2 separate regions of the Anas platyrhynchos genome follow, and region 1 is linked to region 2. The links are chromatin contacts, called in public Hi-C maps. All regions are on one chromosome and are shown on one strand. Each heading gives the region's core, a stretch centred on a gene start, on an enhancer-like site or on the middle of the called end of the contact. The rest is flanking DNA. Distances are from core to core; before and after follow the strand shown.

Evidence for each region. A called contact is a pair of places that touch in the nucleus more often than the background predicts.
Region 1: a Hi-C map of subcutaneous adipose tissue shows a contact between it and region 2, with 3 times the contacts expected there. The contact joins the promoter of NUP205 here to the promoter of STRA8 in region 2. A contact is called at or near these places in 2 of 8 Hi-C or Micro-C datasets (skeletal muscle and subcutaneous adipose tissue).

Annotation. Positions count from the first base shown.
Region 1 is chr1:44,530,650-44,534,397 of IASCAAS_PekinDuck_T2T, reverse strand. NUP205 (nucleoporin 205) reads right to left here and starts at 2,481. Exons shown (of 43, transcript XM_027452708.3): 1 at 2,323-2,481. The coding sequence starts at 2,350.
Region 2 is chr1:44,381,760-44,385,734 of IASCAAS_PekinDuck_T2T, reverse strand. STRA8 (stimulated by retinoic acid 8) reads right to left here and starts at 2,621. Exons shown (of 7, transcript XM_072036002.1): 1 at 2,380-2,621; 2 at 723-798. The coding sequence starts at 2,385. It overlaps WDR91 (WD repeat domain 91), which reads left to right and starts at 2,687. Exons shown (of 15, transcript XM_027452814.3): 1 at 2,687-2,902; 2 at 3,549-3,728. The coding sequence starts at 2,780.

The DNA of each region.
Region 1 (3,748 bases), core at 1,232-3,731, 150 kb before region 2:
AGCACGGGCCATGCAGAAGCATAGCAAGTGAGCAACCCAAGCACAGGAACGAGAGCAAGTCTCAAGTGAGACCACTCATTTCAGTCAGTTTTACCGTTATGTGAGCCGTCTTGGAAGCTGTTTCTCCCATGTATCTTCACCAAGTTCAGAGAACTACTTCTATTCTAAATAGCCTTTTCCAGCCTTCATTCTTATGAAGTTGCAGAGTCCAATAAGCAGCAACAGCAATCCAATGCCTGCCAAAAGCTGCTCAACTCTTTCCCTTGCCCAGTTGTTTGCTCTTGTCCCTACAGCTTTGCACCAGCCCAAACACATGTGCTGTCAAGCACTAAAACAAATGAAGGATCCAGCCTAGCTGAAAACTAATCCAAGAGTTCATTTTCAGCAGGATCACATCTATAACGCAGTTTGCTCTGTGACACCACAAAAAACTACACTAGCAGAAAGACAGACTATTGCAGAGAAGGAATAAGTAACCAAGATGGAAAACCAGCTGGACTGCTTTGCTGCTGCTAGCAACCATGCTAACCTTACTTTGTTTCCATTCTCAGTTTTAGGACTGAGCATCCTACCAGGGAAAGCAAGGAAGGCTGGGCTAGGTTGCTTCTGTTGACAACAGCAGTTTACGATTATGCCTGAACATTTTTGTCAAGCTAGAGACTTAATCATGCTATATTCGTCCCCACAATAAATAAAATAAAATAAAATAAAATAAAATAAAATAAAATAAATAAAATAAAATAAAATAAAATAAAATAAAATCTAGGATAAAATCCATGTTCTATCCACATCCATTTTAATTTCTACCTCATCTTTCATGTACAAGGTTCCCCTTCTCGACCTATTGTAATTATAAGGCTATAGAATTTACTGGGATTTACTGTACACATTACATGGCAAGAAGGTCTAGTCCCGCTTGAATGGCTCCAATTTTCACTTTAACAAAGCCACTTCTCAGATTCTGTGAATCACAGGAATAATCACCCTTCTTCATCTTCCAATGAGGGTCTCTGCTTTTGTATTGTTTTTTTTCTTTTTCCTTTTTTTTTTTTTTTTTGGGAGGGGGCTTTATTTAGATCAAATCATTTAGCGATTCACTTAGATCAAAACACATTCTCAGTAGGTTTACTCCTTCCTTGACACATGATTTGAGCTTTTGAAATCTGATGGCTTTATTAACTATGCCACTATGTCAGACTCCGCCTTTTGGCCATGCCCACATTCCAGTCACAACTGCTTTTCACAGGGTCTTGTTCTCCCGCTATTAACCTAAGGGAAATTAAATGCTAGCACATGCAAAATCCTGCACCACAGACAGAAAAACTCCATGCAACAGGACAAGCTGGGGACCAAGTGGCCAGAAAGCAGCTGTACAGAAAGCACCAGAGTGTCCTGGTAGATAAGAAGCTGAATGCTAAGCTGAGCAGCACGCCCTTGCTAAAATCGTGGTCCCTGCACATTGAGCTGTGTGAACAGCACTGCAGCCAGCAGCTGTAGGGCAGTGATTTGTCAGTGTCAGACATCTCTGAAAGGGCATCACTCCGGTGCTACATTGAGCGCTGGGCTCCTCTGAGCAAGACAGATGCTGGAATAGGGGAGCAGAGAACGTGATGAATCAGGACAGTGGCACTAAAAATAACTGAAGATGCCAGGTCTTAAGAAGTGAGTGACTAAAGAGGAACTGGAGGTTTGCTGTCTTCAACTACTTAGTGGCACTGGACGCAGAAAATGGAGACAGAGATATCCCACGGGACGATAAGCGGCAACTAACACAAGTTGCAATGCAGAAACTCTCCATCAGGGAAATAAAAACAAAAAGCTACCCTGAGGATCGTCAAACATTAGAACTGAGGCCCAGAGGAGCCTCTGCAGGCGTCTCCATCCTCACAAATATTCCAGCAGCTTCGGGTAAAGCCCTGAGCTGGGTCTGCTTCAAGGAGGTGCGTGCATTGCTTAGGTTTGGGGCGGGTTTTTTGTTTGGTTTTGGGTGGTGGTGTTTGCGTTTTGTTTATTTTATTATTTTTTTTTTTTTGGGGGGGGGGGGGGGTGTTCCCGTGCAGTTACACCATGTAAGCGCTGCCTCAGCAGCCCGCACCCGCTCTGTGTGCCTGCCGCCCCCCTCCCCGCGGGACGAGCTCCCTCCTTTCGCTTTGCGTTTCGCGTTTCACTGCGGACGGGCTCAAACCGTGCGACCCCGGAGCTACCCCCACCGCCGAGCCCCTAGAGCCGCCCCCAGAGCCCCCCCGGGCCGCGCAGCCCGCTCCGCGCCCGCCTCCCCTCAGCGCTGCCCGCCCGGGCCGCGCCCGCCGCGGCTCCGCTTACCCGAATTTACCGCCAGCGGCGCCGCCATCTTAGCGAGAGGGAGGGGCAGCGGCGCCGCCGCCTGCAGAAGGCCCCGCAGCGCCGCGGGCTGCCCGCCGCGCCTCCTCAGCACGGCTCCGTGCCCCCCGGCTCGGTACCCGGCCCGGACCGCTCGGGGCGAGACCCGCAGCCGCTCCTCTGCCTCGCTGCGGTGCCGCCCGGCGAGGCGGGGAGGGGACGGACGGCAGCTCCCGGGCGGGCTGCGGGGCCTGAGCCGCGGCCTGACGGGAGCTGTAGGCGCGGATGGGCCGGGACAGGGCGGCACCGGGAGCCTCACGGGGCGCCGGGCTCCCGCCGGCACCACATAACTTAAATAAACGGCGCTTTTACTTCGCTCACACTCGTGCACAGCCCTTCTTGTCGTGTAACGGGCGATCTTTCAGCCCTACTTCGTAAGCCACGCTCAGTAAATAAAGAAAACCACCTGAAGTTAGGTGTAAACTTACTGGAGTGTTTTATTTTCTCTCAAAAAAAAAAGTGACTTGCGACAGATCATTATTTAAAATACATGTGATTAAAACAGTAATATCCACTTAAAAACAGTAAACACAGCTTTTTTGATCAATTTTGTGAGCGTGGAGCTTTTTAAGGGGATATGTTTCTTGGTCTTCAATGGTAAACTAATGTTTACAGTTTGTAAGGAGGGAAGAAACAGCCCTGATAGAGGTTATTATGAAGAAAGCTGCCTTTTAAATGCAAAATGCAAGAGGAAAAAGTACCAGGAATGAAGAAAAGAAAGGGAAAGAGACATCTGTACACATGTCTGGAGCTAAAGAATACATATCAGTACCTTAGAAGTGTCCCGTATCTGAAGCCAGTGTACTACCCTCTGTCCCCGTGGTAATGGTCTCATACAGGAATTCCCTACAGTCTTACCTTTAAAGTAAAAGGTCCCTCCAGAGATACGTATTCAATAGTTTCTCCTCTTGAGCTTTATTAAAACAATATTTCACCTGTTCTGAAACAGTGTCCAGCAAAGTAGGCCCATGGCAAACTAGCAGAATAAATATCTTTTTTCTCTAGATCTTCAATATAGTTGGATGGCAGAGGGGGCAATAGAGAGAGAGCAGTGGTCCTGGGGTGAGAGTGACTTGGCAAGATGGCTATGGGAAAAAGACACCCAAAATGGAGAAGGTTTCTGGAGAAAGAAAATAAATTTTAAAAGGGGCTGGGGGAGTGTCCCACCCAGAACAGCTTCTCACAGTGTTCAAAGGATTAATCTGTTCCCCTTAACTTATCCTAATTTGTTCATTTAGTCAGAGGGCTTATATTTCTTTGAGATATACTTTTTTGTGGTCTTAGCCATGAGCTTGAACAGATCTATCTATAATAAAAATAAGATGATAGATAATGAATAACTTAGTTCGTTGTGGGAAGAAAACACTGT
Region 2 (3,975 bases), core at 1,372-3,871:
GCAAATCAAACACCCAGGCAAGTACCAGTCAATTCAGTTACACGATTGCCATGTAATGAGCAAATTGCACATAAAAACTCCTGACAACCAACTCTGTGATTCAGCAACAGTATGAATTGTACATATATGCAAGTAAATCAAAGGGGAAGTTTACCCCAGAACCCTCCTCAACCAGCCCCACTGCTTGTGATGCCTTCAGATCTGCTCTGGCAAAGTACTCCTCCTGCCTGTGACTTTTACAGGTTACCTGAGGATGTGGGTTCAGAGTTTGCTCTGCAACCTGTAATTGATGCAAACAACTGGAGGTGCAAGTTGCATGAATAGCAACGTGCTTTTTCTATCCGACCGTATTTTGGAGACTCCCACTGTGCTGTGGCTGGGAGCACACACTCTCCTGCAGCTCCTGCAGCCCATGCACACAGCCTGGGGACCCACACCAGCCCCAGGCTGGCCGGGCAGGAGGTGATGGGATGATCGGACAGCCCCTGCCCCGACTGCCTGCTGCTGTGGGACAGCGGGCATCATTTGTTGCCTTCCTCCGCCTGGCCCCGGAATGACTGGGAACCTCTGAGGTGCAGTGCTCAGTGGGTTGGCAGACACTGTGCTGCCCCTTACTTACTGCTACAGTCACATTGAAGTTCAATCCTCAGTGGGAGCAGCCACACACCTGTCTCTATTTAACAAAGAGATAAAAACCACATCCAGGCAAAAGCTTGCAGTACCTTTCATCTTCAGCAAAGAACCCAAGGTTTGCTCCAGCTCCTGGATATATTTCTTAGACTTACACAAAACCTGATACTAAACAAAACAAAAATCAAACAAACAAAAAAAATAAATCAGAACTGACTGCTCTCTGCTCTGACTAAATTCATGTTTTAACATGCCTTGGTGTTTTTTTTTCCCCACTTTTTCTTCATTATCTCAACGTCTCTGAGGAAACAACTGTGTTATTTCACGAGCTTCCTATATCCTAATTTGAAGGGGAAAGAACCAACAACAATGCAAAATTAAATACAGAATATAAATATTCTATATGATAAATACGTTATGTAATACATTAACATAATACTGAGTCACGTAGACATTTGCTACTTCAGTCTGATCTCTCACCAGCAAATGTTCTTGTTTGGACCATTCCCTCCTTGAAGCATGTCCAGAACTCCCATGCCTGCAGCATGTCTTGTTGGATGTCTGCTGACTTAAGGCATGAGACTTTACCATTCACTTCTGATGAGGGTTTCAATAGGAGCCCTCGCCACGTTCTACTCAGCTATGCTGCTGTGAACTGGAATAACTTCAACGCTTCAAATCATTCATTCAGCATTTACAGCAGGCACAGTGAACAACATACGGCTGATGCCTTTAAACATACCTACCCATCTCAAAAATATTTCAAGATTTACATGCTCAGTGAGACCATCCAGTCACCTTAGACAGAAGGTCTACCTTGCAGAGCTTTCACACCAGTTATTTCAGCCAGGCATTAAGCACTAGACTTAGGAGTAAGCTTCTGTATGTAAGCCCTTGAAGATACTGATCTTCCTCGGATCCCAAAAGTCATGCGATGGGCACGATACTATGAAACAGCAGTTCCAAGAACTGGTATGTGCAAATAGTACGGTCAGATCAGACAAAACAAGTACCCGTTTAGTCTTGGTTTCTGGTGTTATTGTGACTTCAACTCAACTTGCATCTCCTTCAGAACATGGCAAACCAAACCCTTACCTCAGACTTCACAAAAGGGAAGGGGCCCTGTCTGCACAACCCCCACAGCACAGCATTTAGTATGCTCAGAACCACAAGGCACTTTACAAGGATGATTCTCAGCTTAAACCAGCATTTTACAAACCAGAAAACTGGAAGTAACCCGTCTAATGGGTTGGTGGCAGAGCTGAGAAGAGGAATCCTCAGTTCTTCCTCTGCTTTGGGTACAGTACTATCCACCTTTTCAGTAGCACTTTTGGTCAATCTCTTCTTTATAAACTTTTTTTTTTTTGATTAAGTAGTTTCTTAGTTTATTTTTTTCTTATTTTTTTCCTGCCTTAACTTTCTCAGTCTCTTAAGGACAAAACGCACTTCAAAGGATGAATGAATTCTCTCCTCCCTGTACCAACTCCTGTCCCTGAATCCGCTACCTCCCGTTCCACACCGAAACGCTGTGAAACCAAGACAGTTTAATCACGGGCCCCCCTGATTTGCCTCCGGAACACGGCCGCGAGGAAGCTGCAAGAAAAACCCAGCGTTAAGAAGCGTGCGGACGAGCCACATGACAACCCCATGACCCGGACCGCAGAGCCAACAACTCGCTCGGGATGAGCTGGCGGCTGCAAAGAGAAAAAGGCTCCGGGAGAGCTGCCCGGAGGGGAAGGAAGCTTTTACCGGCATCCCTACGGCACCGCCGCCGCCGCCACCCCACCGGCGGCCGCAGGGCCCCGCGCTGCCCGCCCCGCCCCCAGCAACACGTGGCGCACGTGGCGGGCGGCCAATGGGAGCGCGGCCGCGGCCCCGCGGCGGCCAATGGGAGCCAGGGGAAAAACGCGGGCTGCGGCCGCCGGCTGGAGAAGGGAGGGAGAGAGCACGGGTGGGTTTGCGGGTTTGCCGAGCGGGGAGGACTACAAGTCCCGGCGTGCCTTGCGCCGCACGGCGGCGGCGAGGCGCGCTGGGAGTTGTAGTCCTGCGCGGCGCAGGGCAGGGCAGGGCTGGGCCGGGCCGGGCCGCGTCGCTCGGGGCCGGGCGGCCGCTCGCCGCCGCTGAGGCGGGCGGAGCCGGCGGCGCCCCCATGGCGGCGGCGGCGGAGCGGACGGACGAGCTGGTGCGGGAGTATCTGCTCTTCCGCGGCTTCACCGCCGCCCTCAAGCAGCTGGACGCCGAGATCAAGGCGGACCGCGAGAAGGGCTTCCGGGTGAGGCAGCGCCGGGGCCGCGGGGCGCCTGGGGGGGGCCTAAAATAGGGCCCGGGGGGAAGGGGGGGTAAAGGGCGAGCTCCTGGGGTGGCGTCCCGAGGGGCTGGGGGGGTCCCAGAGGGGCTGGGGGGTCCCAGAGGGGCAGCCGAGCCTCGCACGGACCCGCTTCAGTAGCCGCCCTCAGCCTGCGCTCCAGGGTCCCGTGTTTTTGGGGCGCGTTTTGGCCCCCAGAGCTCCCCCATCGCCGCCGGGCCTCGCCCGCAGCGCAGGAGGGCCGGCAGGGAGCCGTCTGGCAAAAAGCCTCCCGTGGCAGGCGGCTGGGGCGCTCCCGATAAGGGGTGGCACTCAGAGTGCTTCGGAGCTCCCCGTGCAGAAGCTCCCCCGGGCTTTCTTCCTCTTTCTGGGCTCCCTCTCGGCTGGTTGGTACCGTTTTTCCCCTTAGCCTATAAATAAGGCTCTTCTCCGAGCACCGCGCTCAAGTTTTCAACGCGTAGCGATGTTATTCCTGGTGCCTGGCTATCCCTCAGCATACGGCCTGGCTTGGCGCGTTATTGTGGAGTTAAAGCTCCTCAGCACTGAGTCACAAAGCCTCGTGTGCCAGACAGCCCACACATGACCGTGGTCTCCCCCGTTTTGCCCCCTTCAGGTGGACAAGATAGTGGACCAGCTGCAGCAGTTCGTTCAGAGCTACGACCTGGCGGCCCTGCGGGATTACTGGAGCTACCTGGACCGGCGCCTTTTCAGCCGTTTGGAAGACGTGTACCGGCCCACAGTGAACAAGCTGAAAACCAGCTTATTCCGATACTACCTCGTCCATACTGTTCAGGTGGTGACCGTTCAATCTTTTTAGGCTTCTGATTTTAGGAAAAAAAATATCCTGGTGTCTGAAACCAGAGCAAGGAAATACCCTGAGAGCCTCTGACCCGCCTGGTGGGTCAGGGACAAGCGATTCATGTGTTGTGCATCAGAGTGTGGTGAAGAGTTTGACGCAGACTCACATGATGGGCTTGCAGGCAGGAGGACAGGGAAGCTGAGATGGGAGGGGAATATGGTTAGCTGGGAGCAAGGTATTT